2 separate regions of the Zea mays genome follow, and region 2 is linked to region 1. Evidence: chromatin contacts called from public Hi-C data. All regions are on one chromosome and are shown on one strand. Each heading gives the region's core, a stretch centred on a gene start, on an enhancer-like site or on the middle of the called end of the contact. The rest is flanking DNA. Distances are from core to core; before and after follow the strand shown.

The links. A called contact is a pair of places that touch in the nucleus more often than the background predicts.
Region 2: a contact with region 1 is called in a Hi-C map of leaf mesophyll, with 2.1 times the contacts expected there. The contact joins the promoter of LOC100286130 here to the promoter of LOC100279001 in region 1. A contact is called at or near these places in 15 of 25 Hi-C or Micro-C datasets (bundle sheath, ear, endosperm and 5 more) and 1 of 3 datasets of contacts at active chromatin or transcription factors (leaf).

What each region holds. Positions count from the first base shown.
Region 1 is chr6:121,031,986-121,034,896 of Zm-B73-REFERENCE-NAM-5.0, reverse strand. It overlaps LOC100279001, which reads left to right and starts at 1,432. Exons shown (of 9, transcript NM_001152077.3): 1 at 1,432-1,554; 2 at 1,628-1,849; 3 at 1,931-1,984; 4 at 2,165-2,233; 5 at 2,321-2,458; 6 at 2,571-2,624. The coding sequence starts at 1,504.
Region 2 is chr6:121,213,236-121,216,146 of Zm-B73-REFERENCE-NAM-5.0, reverse strand. It overlaps LOC100286130 (DNA-binding protein), which reads right to left and starts at 1,535. Exons shown (of 2, transcript NM_001159018.2): 1 at 1,293-1,535; 2 at 1-1,191. The coding sequence starts at 1,364.

The DNA of each region.
Region 1 (2,911 bases), core at 183-2,682:
ACGCGATGGACGACATACGTCTCGGGAGGGCGGTTTGTCTGCGATCGGTTGATCAGGCCAATGGCGTGCGTGGTGGCGACGATGAGCCGACATATATGGACGTGCAGACGAAGAGGCGTGGCCACGCCAGGCTTTCCGAGTACGCTGTAGGCCACACCAGTTGCACCGTTGAAGAAGATGAAGAAACCGGTGTTGTTGAAGCCGTTGTCGATGATGTGCGAGTTGATAGGCGGTGGGCGATGGGGGCATCCTATGGGGGCGATGGGCTTGGCGGATCAGAGGGACCCACGATGCATCCTTCGAGGGCGCTGCCCCCAGGACCTTCTCGCACATTATTACAGGCAGTATTTCATTTGAATGGATAACTAACTTAATCCTGCTTTTCCCCCATGTAGCATGGATGGTTACTGTTGCTATATTCATCCTATCATTGAGAAAAGGTTGCAAGGTTTGTGGAGTAATAGTTTGGAGCAAACTATACAGAAAAATGGTTATCATGGTAATTTTTTTGCTGACTCCTTCCTGTAAATTAAACAGAATCCATTGCCAGTTTCTTTTTTCACATCTGAAAAATACTTTATTTTCTCCCACATTGAGTAGAAGAGTTATCTTGGTCTCTTCATGACGAGGACTTTGGTGGTTCATCAACAAAACTTGTGCAATTAACAGGCAAAACTGCCATGGAAGTCTGTAAAGCACAATCATCAGATACTCTCAAGCTTTCACCTGATGACGAAATAGAAGGGGAAATAGTTTATTTACAATCCAGGCTACTTGATGGTGTTGTTTCTATGAAGCAGAGATATGGTAAGTTTTTTGTCATGTACATTATTATTCCTTATGCAGCCGTACAAGAAGATTTTGGTTGTTGTCAGCATTATTAATTCCCCTGCTGCTGCTGCACTATATTAATATTTAGTCTACACAGTCCTAAATTGAACTGCTTAGATGTGTTTATATTTCTTCAGCTTTCTGAATCGATATTTCAGTCCGTCTTGTATCTTGCAGAAGATTTGATACTCAAGGTTGTCCAGAATATTTCTTATGAGTTGGATTCTTTCAATAAAAGAAAATGGGATCATATCATTGTGAATCAGTTTCTTCGTGATCTGAGAGAAGCTAAGAAGCGCGGAAACTCAGAGAGGAGACACAAGGAAGCTCTAGCTATTCTGGCTGCAACTGCACCTTCTGTTACACCGACCTCACGAAACACAACAGTGAGGAAAGAGACAGAAAACAATGTGACACCTGCTAAACGAGAGGTTATCCGTGTGCTTTGCTTGTTCAGTTGTTGTCAGGCATTATCGTTTTTTATTGATTTCTGTTTGTTTCCAGAACATGCCAAGAAGCATTACTGGATCCTCAAGAATTGGCCAACTATCTTCTTCACCACAAGCAAAGGATTTATCATTTTCCAACAGTGATGTCTCAGACGAAACTAACTTTGGCATTTTCAATCTGGCGAAGTTCTCCAAGAAAAGTGCTCTTCCCTGTGATATATGCATGCGATGTGATACAATATTGAACCGTATTTTTGTTTGCTCGAGCTGTAAGGTGATTTGCAGTTACTGTTTTTTTGTCCCAAATAAATTGCACTCCATCAACTATTAACTGGTTTGATCAGCAGGCTACTGTACACTTAGATTGCTACCAGAGTCTGGTGTATCCCACTGGCCCATGGAAATGTGAACTTTGCCATGAGATGCCCTCAGATTCTGTTACCTCTGGTGAACAATCAGACCAAAATGGTCCGAAAGCTTGTTTGGTGCAATGTGGTTTATGCCATGGAACATCTGGTGCTTTTAGAAAGACTGTGAAGGGTCAATGGGTTCATGCTTTCTGTGCTGAGGTAATGATTTCTAGTTTTCTCTTTCCATATTGCTGTTTTGCTTAGCTTATGTACATTTTAAGTTACCCCAACTTTCCTTAGTGGCTGTTGGAGACAACATTCAGAAGAGGGCAACATAATCCAGTCGACGGAATGGTACTATCTTGTTCTAGCTATGCTCTTAATATTTCTGTGCTGGCAAATATATATATCTTCTATCATATTTCTTTTTCATTATAATGCGTGGTTATGTGATCAAATCACCAGAAGCCAGCTTGAATACAATATGACTGAATTATATTATTCTTTTGTTCTGGCTGTTCTATCAAACCTAAGGAGAGGCTTCATCACAAGGATAAAGATACATGCTCTATATGCCACCGCTGTGTTGGTGCATGCTTGAAGGTTTGCTTTTTAAACTTTATACCTTCAACCAATAAATGTAGACAAATGAATCATACCTTGCTAAACTTCTCTTTTTCAACCATGCAGTGCTGTACATTAGATTGTCAAATTACTTTTCATCCTTCATGTGCTAGAGATGCTGGTCTTTACATGAATACAAAAAGATTGGGTAATATGTTACAACATAAAGCATACTGTTGTAGACACAGTATTGAACAGAGAAAGGTAAGAGATACTTTAAATTGTTCAGGAGAGGTATATGTCTTCACCCTGTAACCAGATTTGTATCCTTACATATCATAATTGCCTCTACATTTTTCTATGGAAATTCACACAGGCCTATAGTCAACAATATGGTCCTGATGAAATCAAGGGCATGAAACAAATGAGGGTAAACACACCACTTCATACTTCATCTCCCGCAAGGATCAATATTATGCTTAAATCATTATATCTACCTTTTTGTTTAACTAAGGTAGTACTATCTCCGTTCTTGAATATTTGTGCTAGCTAGTTCATTTTTGAACTAAAACGTGACAAATAAAAAAGAACGGAGGGAGTACTAATTTTATACTGCCGAACTTTTCATGGTACTTCATGTTTGTCACTACCTTCACTGTGATGTTTGTGATTCACGTGCATTGTGTCAAAACAGCTCTCCAGTCCATTTGGTTCATT
Region 2 (2,911 bases), core at 286-2,785, 180 kb before region 1:
TTCCAACGGCCTCTTTCTAGGACGACCGCGGCCTCTCTTCTCTGTCAAAGGAGTACCCAAGGATTGCAAATCCCTATCTTCTACTTCATTTTGGACAGCCCCAGCTTGGTCTGCAGTCAGAGCTTCACGTTGACCCTCAGTCATCTGCGAGGCTTTCATGCGGCCACTTTCCAATGCCTTCTCCTTTCTGGGCCTCCCACGCCCTCTCTTAGTCAATGAAGCATCCACGGACTGCACAGATTCAGGTTGCATCTTCTCTTTCCCAGCAACCACAACCTTAGGTGGGCGCCCTCTTCCCCGCTTCGCACCAACCAAACTGTTACTAGAAGCAGATATGTTCATGGAGGAACCACGCAAAGCACTGATATCAACAGCAACCTTGGGCAGCCGGACAGTCTCACTCTTACCACTGTGGGACATGGTAGCAGGTGTCGGTGAGAGAGGAGTGGTATTCCTCTGTGGTTGTCCACCAGCAGGTCCCTTCTCAGCTCCCACCAACGGCGCCACAGCGGGGTAGGCACTCTTGCGCGGGCGTCCGCGGCCACGCTTGACCCCAGACGGAGGTGGTAGAACAACAGCTCCCAGCAGCTCGGAAAAGGAGGAACGCACAGGGACAAGGGCCTTCCGAGGACGTGCACGGCCCGTCTTGATCCCAGATGGAGGCGGTGGATCAATCCCTCCCAGCAGTGGCGAAGAAGAGGAAGGCGGAGGGACAAGGGCGTCCTTCCGAGGGCGTCCACGCCCCCTCTTGACCCCAGATGGAGGCGGCGGAACACTTGCTCCCTGTAGCGGCGAAGGGGAGGGGGAGGAAGCCACCGGGTCCTGGGCGCTCTTGCGTTTGCGTGGGCGTCCACGCCCTCGCTTGGCGTCCTGAAACGCCGGGATCGAAGCGGAAGGGGCTGAATCTGCGTACTTGCGAGGCCGCCCCCGACCACGCTTCTGCCCCGGAGCAGGGTTGGGGTTGGGCGGGATGTTGGAGCCTCGCCCCTGCCGCTGAGCGGCGGTGGAGACGAAGTAGTTGCCAGAGACGAGGCGAAGTTGGCCATGGGACTTGAGGCTGCGGAGATGGACGGAGAGGAGGGCATCGTGGCGCGAGTGGAGGCCGGAGAAGTGGTCGGCGATGTAGGTGGCGATGGCGCTGCGGCTCGACCCGCTCGGGTCCCGCAGCTCCGTCAGCGCCTGCATGATCATCTGCGGGCGCATCCAACCCAAATCATCGATCGAGATGCAGCAGCAAGATTCAATATTCACTCCAACGAACCGAGGAGGGAGACGGGGAGCGGCTATATTACCTCCTTGTATGTCGGATGGGGACGGCCGGCGGAGGGTGCCGCCGACGAAGGCGACGCGACGGCGGCCACCATTTCGTCTTGCCTCCGCTACTGCTGTTTCTTTTCTCTCGTTTTTCCCCCTACTACAATACTGGGGATTGGTGAATGGGGAATTGGGGATCTCCTGACTGCGTGAGGGATAGGGAAGCGGGGAGAGGGTGGGTGATGCGGGTAGGCGAAGCCCCCCGATGCCGACAAGGGCATCAAACCAGGTTCGTTGGATGCAGCACGTGCAAATCGGTGCCCGTAGCCTGGCGTTTGCGTTTCCCGCGAGCCTCGCGCGCCCGCTTGGCCTGTGCATGAGGTGAGGTGAGGTGAGGTGAGGTGAAGGTGAGACTCATTAGACTGAAAAATATATGTATATGATAAATTTAAAATAAGGAATAAGATATAAGATAAAATATAATATTCTGCTGGAGATAGTCTGTTTGTGGGGAATACGGATGGCTCCAAACTGAATCAGAATTGTTAGGAAAGCGTAAACGATATAAGTTAGAGTATTTTCTATTTATGCTATTATAAAAATTTATAGTTTATATAAAGTGTTGAGCACCAAAATTGAGTGCGGACGGCTCTAAGGTCGGACTGTCCACCGTAGCGGCCAGGACCATCCGCGTGTGCGCGGAATCAGTTAGGGTTTCAGATTTCTTATTGAGAGCGGACGATGTTCGATAGCGGAGTTGATGTTATGGTCGGTGTGACGAACCGTAATGATGGAGTGCATTCTATCGAGATTTTATATAGTGTGCGACCACTGACACATTGCTTTCTTCCAAAAGAAGGTGCATCTTGTTGGCTGGTTTCTCAACAGTCAAACAAACTGGCACTAAAATACCACAGAGATATGGGATGGGATAGGGGCCTGCTAGAGATAGCCTTAAAAAACCCCACGCGTTGGTCGTAAACAAATTGATCGAGCAATTAAATTTAGATGAAAAATAGATTAGGAAGAAAATGTGGACGATGTTGGGGAGGAGTATTGTACTCCCTCCGTTTCGTTTTAGTTGTCGCTGGATAGTACAAAATTGAACTATCCAACGACAACTAAAAAGAAACAGGGGAGTATCATTTTTTAAGAACTATGTAACTTTTTCATTTTTTTTCATTCTTTTTTTGACTTCTGTAGTTTTTTTCTTCATCACGTGGTCAGGTGATTTTTTTTTCCTAAACAAAATGTCATGTTTCGTTTTAAATAAAAATTTCTAAAATAAAAGTTGATGGAGCGATGATATAGGTGTAGGTTGCTGATAAAGGCTATGCACAGAAGAGCTGACCACGATTGATAGCGCAGTTGATATTATGGTTAGTAGCTCATGTGATGAACGGTAAGGATAAATGTATTGTAGGGGCGGACCTAGTGAGGGCACAGGCCCTCGCTCATTTCTTTGTTGTAAGTAGTGTAGTCTAAAATTTTACATAAGGTTCCATGCTCAGTCAAGTATAGATAACATCACTTTGATGTTTGGATGCTCGTCTTTATAAGTGTGTCCTCGCTCTTATTTTGTTCTGGATCCGCTCGTGTATGTTGTATCATGCTTTTAGATAGCGTGCGGGCACTTGCTTCGTTCCAAAAGAAGGTG